Regions from separate parts of the Sus scrofa genome. Here region 2 is linked to region 1. A link is a contact called in public promoter capture Hi-C data. All regions are on one chromosome and are shown on one strand. Each heading gives the region's core, a stretch centred on a gene start, on an enhancer-like site or on the middle of the called end of the contact. The rest is flanking DNA. Distances are from core to core; before and after follow the strand shown. Region 1 holds the start of IVNS1ABP (influenza virus NS1A binding protein). Region 2 has its middle 61 kb from the start of IVNS1ABP.

The links. Promoter capture Hi-C pulls out the DNA fragments that hold promoters and counts their contacts.
Region 2: a promoter capture Hi-C map of liver shows a contact between it and region 1, with 3 times the contacts expected there. The contact joins the enhancer-like site here to the promoter of IVNS1ABP in region 1. A contact is called at or near these places in 1 of 5 promoter capture datasets (liver), 4 of 47 Hi-C or Micro-C datasets (embryonic fibroblasts, epiblast stem cells, heart right ventricle and 1 more) and 1 of 2 datasets of contacts at active chromatin or transcription factors (alveolar macrophages).

The regions. Positions count from the first base shown.
Region 1 is chr9:126,476,419-126,482,090 of Sscrofa11.1, reverse strand. IVNS1ABP (influenza virus NS1A binding protein) reads left to right here and starts at 2,508. Exons shown (of 15, transcript NM_001161649.1): 1 at 2,508-2,792.
Region 2 is chr9:126,537,685-126,543,356 of Sscrofa11.1, reverse strand. No RefSeq gene overlaps it. Among named protein-coding and RNA genes, the nearest start is that of IVNS1ABP, 61 kb to the right of the region's middle. Within about 2 kb of position 3,401, at least 2 of the 83 cell types and tissues checked have an H3K27ac peak or open chromatin away from gene starts, as enhancers often do. A contact at or near this core is called in liver, where this site is marked.

The DNA of each region.
Region 1 (5,672 bases), core at 1,259-3,758:
ATCAGCTTGCCTGTCCCGATGCAAAGTTTTTACAGAAGTCTTACCAGGAAAATGGAAGCTTCTTTATAGAAGGGAATATTTAAAATAACTTCTTAGGGAGGCATCAATCTCTCAATTTGTTATACATTGAAACACATAACAATTCCCAATGACCTATTTCAATGGAAGTTTTATGATTTTTCTCTGTGCTTCTCATGACTTTTATGACACTGCCATTTTCTTATTTCTGCTCTTAAGGCATTTTATTAATGTACCCTAAAAATATTTTCTTTTTCTTTTTAGGTCTTCACATGAAGCATATGGAGGTTCCCAGGCTAGGGGTAGAATTGGGTGGGGGGGGGGGAAGTGGAGGTGGGGGAGGGTGCGGTGGAGTCAGGGCCTTACAGACTCCCTTGACCTTATATTTTAGAAGTACAAATTGTGAGACAAGAAATTCCTATTGTTTAAGCCACTCAGTTTGTGATACTTTGTTACAGCAGCCCTAAACATGAATACATAAAGAGTAAAATACAAGCCAGAGTTTAGGACTGGGACAATATCTGAAGGAGGATCAGAAAGGAAAATGCAAAGACTAAAGGTTGGCACCAATTCCTAATACATCTTTCTCAGTGCCTAACGTAGAAAAGGAATTGATAGTTTTTATTTTTATTAAGCATTGTCCAAATACAGCTTGTCTAATTAAAATACTGAGTGAAGTATTATACTTTGTTACTTTACCAGGTTGAAATTGCCCAGGATGTTCCATTGTCAAATTTTCATCTGGATTATATAGTAATTGAATAGATGGATTTAAATCTGGAGTTACCTGCAAGACAAATAGAATGTATTATGTCCTTACTTATAGAAAAAGTAATATGCAAATGTGAAATTCCATACAAGGGAAAAATGTCTTGACTGATCACGCTGTAGCTTTAAGAAAGTGTTGACTGTGTCAGGTCACAAAGGTACTATTTAGAGTACAGCACGTGGGACCACGTGTCCAGCAGGCCACAAAGTCATGTGCCTACCTGAAGTGGGCAGTTCATACTTTCTCTCTGGAAGGATGACGCCCATGTTATTAAAAGAACTTAAAAGGTATGCACTCTAATAGTTCCATTTGCAATAAAAGTAAACACTGCTATCAGTTATCAGAAGACAAAAACAAGAGTTCAATGGCAAATGTCAGTCTTTTTCTCCTTAAGGAAGATATAAGATCATAACAGTAGACATGGTAAATCCTGTTGCCTCTCTCGATGGAACTGGAAGCAAAACCAAACACAAATCTCCTTGTCTCAATATTTTACAATAAAAAGTTGTAGAGCTTCAGGCAGGTAAAGGGCCCCAACATTTTTCCTGCTCCCGTAAGCACACGTTCCTTATCATTTCTAAAGAATGGTAGGAAGCAATGACAAGAGCTCCTACTAATTAAGCAGAGGGATCCAATGCAAACAAGATTAGACCCGGCAGGTGTAAGTGCCCTTATCAAATCAAGATGTGCTAACAGGACATTAGCTTAGAAGCCTCTGCCAAAATCTAAACAAATTTACTTCACTAAATCCCTTCACCTTCAATCTAGAAAACCTTCCAGTGTGCCCTTCAGAGCGGTCTGAAGTTGCTGTCAGAGCCTGGTACATATCACGCGTCCCGTTAAAGGTCTGCCTTTCCGGGTGAGGGGTGGTGGTGGTGGTGGTGGTGGTGGGTAATGAGGGTTGCTATCTGTTCTCAATGTGATTTTCTTTTTTTCCAAGAGGGCAGATCCAGCAGAGGACTGACTCAGTCTCTGAGAGGAAAACTGCACCCAGACAAAACAAATCCCAGGGACGAAAAGCAGAAGTAAACAGGTTTTCACAGCAACAGTGACATAAACATGCCTTCTCCGACCTCTCTAGCTGTTTTCTCTGAGTTACTGAAGCCTCTCAACCTTCTGTCAACGCGCCTCTGTTCCTCCTCAGTCACCACGCCTCCCCCCCGCACACCATCACCCTCCTCCAGAGATAAGGGCGACGGGCAGCCACAGACTCTTAGGTCCACTGCGGCCAGCTCCAGTCTAGGGCGGTTGCCCAGATGTATATTTAACGCGGAGAAATCTAATCTCTCACATCTAATCTCTCAGGCTATTGTGCCTCCAGGGGATGGCAGAACAGGTGAGGGTGGCCGGAGGGAACCAGTTCTCAGACGGTCCGAAAGGGCAAAGCGGGGGTGCGGGGCGACGGAAGGAGGGAGAACGCGACCAGCGGCGCGCTCGGAGCACCCCCTTTCCAGGGATCACCTTGCGCTGACCTAGTTGAACCGCGCAGGACGGAACCGAGCCGGGTGCGGGAGAAGGGCGGGGGCGGGGCGGGGCCAGAGGGGGGCGGGGCCAGAGGGGCGGGGCCCCGAGCGCAGTAAGGCTGGGCTCGCCGCTCATTCGCCGACGCCTTCGGACCGGAAGCACCCGGGAGGCGCTGGCGGCGGCGGCGGCGGCGGCTGCGGCGGCGCACGTGGTGACGTGCGAGGGGGTGCGGCGCGAGCGGGTGGCGGCGGCAGTGTGTCCCGGGCGCGCGTGGAGGACGGTCGCTGCGAGCTGCTGGGCGCAGTGTCTCTCCCTGCGGCTTCTCCGCTGCTGTGCCGGCGAGCGAGCGAGTCCCCGCGAGTCCCCGGCGTCTCTCGCCCTCCTCGCAGCCTTCGCGGACTGTGGCCCGTCTCCCCCGCTCGATCGCTCCCCCCGCCGCGGCCTCGAGGCGCTTTCCGTTGGGCCGAGTCCCGCTCGCTTCCTCCTGCTCCCCGTTGAAGCTCCAGAGATGAGTTTTTCCATCTCTTCAGAGATGAACCAGGTAATGCGCGCTGCTCCCGCCGACGGCGGGGGAGGAGGGCGGGACCGGGCTCGGAGCCGGAGGTAGCGCGGCGCGGTGTCCGGGTCCCGGGGAGGATGCCCCCAGCCGCCGCCGCCCCCCTCTCGAGGGGCGAGGAGTCGGCGCTGCGGTGGTTGCTGGGTCGCGCTGGCGGGCGAGGGCGGGGTGTGGGCCGCCCCGGAGAGCGCTGTGGCCGGGGAGTCGGGCGGGAGGAAAGAGAAGCTTTTGCTCGTGGGGACCGCGGAAACCTGGGATTAGCCGCCGCTGGCCAGGGGTGACCACCCGGAAGGTGGGCTTGGGAATCTCCGTTCTACTGTCATGAACTGACTGACGCCCAGTGTAGGAGTCTGCCCGAGGGCTGGACTCTATTCCGGAGCCCTCCCAGGACCCGGCGCGTACGGGCAGGGAGCTGGCCTAGGGACCCCCATCGGTGCCCCGGGCCTGGGGTAGGGTGGCACCCCTAATCGCCGTGGGCCGCGGGGTCCTTTGTTCCCGCTCCACGTTGCCCGCTCTTCTTGCCAAGCGCGGGGAGAAGGGGGCGGGAGGATGGAGGGAGCGGCTGCCCCTGACGTGTCGGCGCTGAATGACTGCGGGGCCGGCCAATCCCGGGCGGGGGTGTGCAGACGCTGGGCGCCTCGCCTCGCAGCCTTCGGTAGTGGGCTCGGGCCGGGCCCCGCGGGGATGAAGGCCCGGGGCTGCAGGGCTCTCCAGACAGTCACTCTGGGGGACTCGCCACTTTTTGCAAACGAAATCGTCAGAGAGGTTTGCTCTTTTTCTGTCTTTCTGCACATCTTGCAAAGCGACTCGGGTTGTAAGCTCTTGATGGTAGGAAGGCATTAGGCTGTATCAGATTGAGGGTTTAACAGAGGGAAACTTGAACCATAAATACTTTAGAAATAAATTGACTTCTTCAAGTCAACGTAGACAGATCTATTGTTTGAAACCGCTGACGTTTCAAAAACTAGTAAGTATGAATCAGATGCCTGCAGGGTTCATTTTTGTTTTCTACTGTCTTTTGTCAGTGATGGAGGATTAGACACCCAGGCATCAAGCTAGCTGTTCTTTTGAGGATGATGGGGGTGTGTGTGTGTGTGTGTGTGTGTGTGTGTGTGTGTGTGTGGTGATCTCCTGCGTTGGAGTAAATAACTTCTAGGCATAGTACTACTCTAAACAATTCAACAAATACAGCATGGAGTAGCATGTTGTCTTTTAATAATTTTAGCACTGGTGGTTGGTTTAAGGATAACAGAATACTGATGAATAGTTTTAGGCATAATCATGCTGAAACTTTTGTCTGAAAGATGCTGAAGAAGCAAGTTATTTGTATATCTGAAGATGAGACATACACTGACTATTTAGAATTGGCTTAAGAAGAATATAACACCAGCTGGCAGGCTACTTGTCAAGTGTCTTTAATTTGGTAGTGAAAGGTAAAACTGGACTAGTGTCACTGACCTAAAAGAGAGGCAGAATGGTTTTCCTCCATATTCTCCTCATAGATGAACTCTCTGTAATTAATGAATAGATGTTGATTTCTTAATCTTAATTCATAGTTCTGTTTTTCTAACTTTCCCCCCAAATAATGCATTCCAGGTTTTGGTTATAGTTTCACATTAGTGTCTTTTTGGCTACTTACTTTGGAGTGGGGCTTTATTTTTCTTGCTTGAAGGATATTTGAGGTAGCAACTGAATGTGTTTTGCAAATGTGTTGGTTTTTTAAATGTAAGATGTTTTCCTGTTGGAACCGTCTAAATCATTGATTTTAAGATGAAGTGCCCCTAAAGATCATTTCATTGACTTTTCAGCAGTATGATTGGAGAGTCAGGAAAGTTGGGGACCCTCCTACCTTGTATTCAAGAGTATAAATTGAGGAATTAATGAATAAGGGAGTGATTTCTGAGCTTTTGTTGGAACCGCAGGAAATACATGCTTATATTCATTTGTAAACTCGTTACCACCTTGTAAGTGATTTCTAAATCTACACCTGGCTCAGTATCCTTACAGTTCTGGTATCAGCCTGGTTGCCTAACAGGTACTTCACTCAGCCTTTCTATATGTCCCAAGGCAAATTCCTCTTTTCCTTCTAACTTTAAGCATGAAACAAACTGAAAATGTCTCTGCCTCGGTTTTTGGAATTCTAATTTCGATACTGATTTTGGTAATGATGCCATTGTCATCCATAGATAATAATGTATAATATCTTAATTTCCCTGCATCCCTGTTTTACCCATTCCTCTAGACCATCCCTCACATTTCTGTGAGAGGGTCCTTTGCCTCCTGCTGAAGTCTTATTCTGCTCTGCTTAAACCCTAACGTTGATCTCTTTTACTTCCTCTCCTACTCTTCACCATATGCATCCTGCAAACTACAGTCTATTGAAACAGAAATAGCTGCAGTTTCTGGAATATATGTGCTTCTCATACCTTTTTCCCCCTTTGTTCGAACTATTTTCACCACTTAGTTTGTCTTTCTGGTTGGTTTGTGGAGTGAGTGTTCAAGGCTGGGAAATGGAGTTAATAACTCCATTGTGTTACAAGCATCCCATTCCCAAATTGTGCCTGCCATATGTTTGGAACCATAAATGTTTATGGGATGAAAGAATTGCAGAACCATGAGGTTAAAAGCGTGGAGCCAGTGAGTGAGTTTGGTGAGTTTTGATATAGGTGGATTGTTTCAGACATTTAAAACTTCTAGTTTTAAAAAGACTCATTGTCTTACTTTGTATTATTATAAAGTCTGTCCTTTAAAAATGGAGTTAGTTGCTATTTTGTGTGAGTTGGCTACCCTCAAAAAATTTCCTTAAAGTTTAAATAATACTTGTAGTTTGCCTTGAGGTTTTAAGGATGCTTTGAAAGTTTGATG
Region 2 (5,672 bases), core at 2,152-4,651, 60 kb before region 1:
TGCTTTGCACATGCATGCCCACACCTTCTAGAAATCCATTTCCTTTTGCAGTGTGATTTTACAACGCCTTCCGCTAAAAAGTGAAATCTATTTTCCCACCCCTTGAATCTTGTGTCTTCATGACACTCATTTTCACCCACGGAATGCAGAGGAAGCAATGTTTTGCCAGAGGCCAAACACATTTCCATTCTACTCTCCCTCTCGGAACCCTGCTACTACCTAGTGAATAAGCCTGGGCTTGCCTGATGAGTAATGAACACCCTATGGCCCAGTCACCCCCATCACCCCAGCCTACAATCACTAACCACTAGACACATGAGTAAAGCCATAAGACAAGCCAGCACCCTGTTGACTTGCCACCAAGTGACCAAAGACACATGAGCAAGCCCAGCTAAGTTCAGCCCAGCCTACCTCATATCAGTAGAACCATCCAGATGACCCATAGACTCATGAGCAATAATAAGGGGTTGTTGTTTTATATCACTAAGAGTTGATGCTTTTACACAGAAGTAAATAAGGGATGTATATGCCATCTTCAGAACCTCCAAGGAGAGAGAGAAAGGAAGAGTATGAAGAGGAAGGAGACACCTTTTACACTTATTTTTTTTCATCCTCCAATCCTGTGATAAATCTGGACAGCAGTAACTCAGGAGTCTGTTACATTATTTTCAGGATTACTCTGAATACTTGAAATGTTGCCTAATTGGTTTAAAAAGGCATGCTACCATTCTTTCCATTTTTGTCATATTCATATGCATATGGTAGAACTAGACATGACTAAAAGATGTGGTTCATCATGTGGTTCTCTTGTAGACTGACGACACAGAAATTTGGAAATATTAGAGCCGGACTTATATAACTGACATCATGAGCCACAGCAACTCAGATTAACCACATACTATGGTCACACCTCATCCTGTAATACCGTATAAACAAGAGCTAAGAGAAAATACCAAACCCTCAATTAATCAGAATTCAAGAAACAAATTTTCCTTAATAAAAAAAAAAATCTATTTTAGAAGAAAACAAAAACAAACCATTATCAAAGATTTTCAGATTAAGTCCTATAGTCAGCGCCTAGTCAAGCTAATCCCATGTTCAATATTCAGGTAGGAGAGTGAGTGTCCCTATGTTTTTGAGAAATATTTTCATCAAAGACTGAGGTAAAATGGGTTGCCAGTTGACCTTCACTTTATCAAAAAAGTTAAATTACTATGCATTCCATTCAGTGATCCTGCTTTAGTAAATAGAATTATTTCCATTTTGCTACAACATAATTCCAAGATTTAAAAATCTCTACTGAAAGAGGACATGGGTTAGGAATTGTAAAGAATCTGTACAAAACTAGGCCTATCCATAAATCCCAGGTCCCAGTGCAACCAGTTGTAAAAGTTCCACTAATCTTTATAAGTTAAGAGATTTCTGAGGAGCCAGTGTTCTTGATTTTCATAGACTCCTTTCACCCTAAACCCCAGAATCAAATTAAATGAAGGACAAAGTCTGAACCTAAAATTCTGGGTGAAAATATAAACATGTCATAACCAACCTCTCTGCCATTTCAAGCCAGGAGTACAAAGGCTTCCATTACGGGGGAAATAAAGTAAAGAGTGGAACCAGTATCGTTCCAGGTGGCAAGAGATGAGAAAAGACATTTGTGCCCAAAGGACAAGGTCAGGAGAGAGGATTTGGAGAGCTTTGATTTGAGAAAAACAGACAAAACAAAGCCGAAAGTGTATGCTCTGAAGTGAGTCAAGTCATACATGAGCCAGGCTGGCAGAATAAATCAAGTCTACCCAGAGTTGAAAATGAATTAATTTCATTTGTAAGCAAAGCTGCAAAGCTAACTCTTTCCAATTTGCTTATTTATTAAGCATATTAAATGCCTTTTTTCTTTCTGCTTCTTCTACTGTATACACGTGATTATAGCACAGTTTGTTATAAGCTGTTGAGGTTTATTTTCTACTAAAGAGTGACTATAGATTTTCGCAAATGGTATAGCAGAAGGTCAATATGGCAGAGGGAATCAAACAGCAAAATCACCTATCACAATATTTGTTAAAACAAAAAAAATTCAAAAACATAGATAAATAATATTTAAAATTTAGATAGTGTTTAATATGTGACAGGTATTATACTTTTACACAAATCATTTCATTCAATAATATAATGCCATTATGAAATAAACAATACTATTATTATCTCATTTTACAGATCTAGAAACTGAAGCACAAATCAGAACCAGTAATTGGTAGACCTGAGATTTGATCCCAAGCGGTCTAAACCCAGAGCTTGCGTCTTTAACCACCATACTATTCTGCTCGAGAATAAATAAAATAGGCAAATAAACAACGTGAATAGCAAGAAGAAAAACAAGTCCTCAGTTAGCATTCAAGGAAAGAGTCAAAGCCTAATGCCATAGACTTTGAAAAGAGGCATCTGAGAAAAAAAAGAAGAAAGAAATAAGAGGGATAGAGAATGTCTACTAATCCTGTTCCCATTTACCAGAAAAAAATATTGCACCAACATTTTTGATTAAATACGTCCAGAAAATTCTTGCCAACACTTCCCACAACTTGGAGCTAAGTGAAGCAAAGGCGTGCATAGGTGAGCATAGGTGATAAAAGGGGGAGTTAAGACTCCAGACTTTACCATTTTCCAGGGCTCCGCGAGGAACAGAAAAATCCACTAAAGCCCGAGAGAATCTGTCCAAAAGTAAAATATACTCCTAACTAGTTTAACTGATCTCCGTTACAGAATATTTAACATAACCTCAGATCATAGAACAGAGCTCAAGTCTTCCAATAAAGACTGCATGTAGCTCCCATCTCAATATGCAGCCTATAAACCATACTTTGAATGGAAGAGAAACAAATCTCAAATAAGGTGCGAAGTGTCCAGAAAAATGTACCTATATCAGAGCAAATTGAAGTTCAGTCCACGTTAAAAATGAGGGAGATAAAAATTAATCATGTAGCAATGGGGGGCATGCACACACACACACACACACACACACACACATACACACACACACTCCTCAAACACACATGCACAGGATGAAACAGCAAAATAAGATGAAAAAAAATCTACAGGAGTAAGAAAACTAATTGAGCACCAAAACCACACCACTGGAGTAGGGGGTCTATGATCCCTGGTACAAATCCAGAATTTTATTTTTATAAAATTTTACTGGCACACAGCTACATTCATTCATTTATGGATTATCTGTGGTTGCTTTTGCACTGCTACAGCAAAGTTGAGTAGTTGCAACAAAAACCATATGGCCACAAAACCCCAAATATTTATCAACAGACCCTTTACAGAAAAAGCTGGTTAATACCAGCACAAGAAAATCGATACGTGATAAACAAGCTGCCCTCCTGACCTGGGCTCTTATACCCCACCTCTGTGCTGGAGCTCTCTGGTTACACCCTGAAACTGAATGTGCACTAGCATAAATGCTATATGAGCGGGTAGGTCACATTTTGGACTGCATAATTACATACCTTGAAAAATTTACAATTCTCACCCTCAACTTAAGCCAAGCATCTTTGATAACATACAATCATAACTGCTAACATTTATTTAGCACTGTGTGCTAGGTAATATTGGGCTTTTATAGAATACAGAAAAATCATAAAGGTAGTACATAAATAAATAAATACATTTTAGGTAATATTACCTCAGTGGAAAATACTTCCCTGGTGTAAAATAATTCTCCTCTTTGATCAACCTAAAAATGAGACAATGAGGAAGGAGAAAAATCAGCCTTGAAGTTTATAACATTTTATTCTCCTTCTATAAATATGTTACATTGGAAGTGTCTTTGTTATAAATAGTTTAGAGATTTATTTACTTAATCAATTTTCAGAAAAAAAATCAGTCCGTAACCCAGATTACTGAGGATTTATAATTCTTTCAAAAGGTTACAAAGTACAGTGTAAAGTTACGTGCTACTACTTTAACCTTGGCTAGGGATAAATAGAAAGTACATTTTATTCTTACTAGCCACTGAATTGAAATTTATAACTTTGAGGAAAACAGCCTGCTGGATTAGCTCACTACCTACTCCTCAAACTCCTAATGAAAGCTTCCACAGCCCCCTTGGGTGTTTCTTATTATTGAACAGATGTTAAGTTTACTTATTTGAAAATAATTATAAAGTGTTGTATAAAAAGTAAGTTTTGTTCAGAAATAAAATTTCTCAGAAGGTACCTCATTGTAAAATTGTCACTACTTTGTATATTCTCTAGGACCACTTAAATTTTGATTTTATTTGCATTCAAGCACTCAACACATGTCAGAACACACCTAGGTGTTGTTAACTTATCAAACATTTTAGCATTTGTTCTTCAAATATTTATCCAACTTAAGCCATGTTTTCCAGGCATTATGCAATGTGCTGAAAACATTAATGAATAAGCCCCAGGATTTTTGAAACTTTGAGTCATGATTACTGATGAGCTCTTTCAAGATGGGCATGTAATAGAGAAATGGAATAAGTTTCTTCTCATCTGCAAACTCTGATCACTTGATTGTTGCCTGAAGAACATTTGAGAATTCTAGGATAGCATCAGGAATCAGAGAAAACTGTCAAAAATCAGTTAGCGATATCTGCTATAGACAAGTGTGATTTGGTTTGTATTGCATGTTCCCAATTTCTTACAGCATTAAAAGGAAAAAGGACTAACTATGGGATATTGGATATCAATAATTAAGGAACGCTACAGATTCAATGCAATCCCTATCAAATTACCCATGATATTTTTCACAGAACTACAACAAACAATCCAAGAATTTCTATGGAACCACAAAAGATCCAGAATTGCCAAAGCAACCCTGAGGAACAACAACCAAACAGGAGACATAACTCTCCCAGACTTCAGGAAGTATTACAAAGCTATAGTCATCAAGACAGTGTGGTACTGATACCAAAACAGACAGGCAGACCAATGGAATAGAATAGAGAACCCAGAAAGAAATCCAGATACCTACAGTCAATTAATCTTTGACAAAGGAGGCAAAATATAAAATGAGAAAAAGACAGTCTTTTTAGTAAGTGGTGCTGGGAAAACTAGACAGCTGCATACCAGTCAATGAAATTGGAACACACCCTCACACCATGCACAAAAACAAACTCTAAATGGCTTAAAGACATAAATGTAAGACAACACACCATCAGACTCCTACAAGAGAACATAGGCAAAACATTCTCTGACATCAACCATACAAATATTTTCTTAGGCCAGTCTCCCAAGGCAACAGAACTAAAAGTAAAAATAAACCAATGGGACCTGATCAAACTGACAAGCTTTTGCACCACAAAGGAAACCATTAAAAAAAAAAAAAAGATAACCTATGGAATGGGAGAAAATAGTTTCAAAAGATGCAACTGACAAGGGAGGGCCTAATCTCTAAAATACACTAACAACTTATACAACTCAACAACAAAAAAAACTAACCCAATTGAAAAGTGGGCAAAATACCTGAATAGATATTTCTCCAAAGAAGATATACAGATGGCCAATAAGCACATGAAAAGATGCTCTACATCACTGATTAATAGAGAAATGCAAATCAAAACTACTATGAGGTACCACCTCACATCTGTCAGAATGGCCATCATTAACAAGTCAACAAATCAAAAATGCTGGAGAGGGTGTGGAGAAATGGAA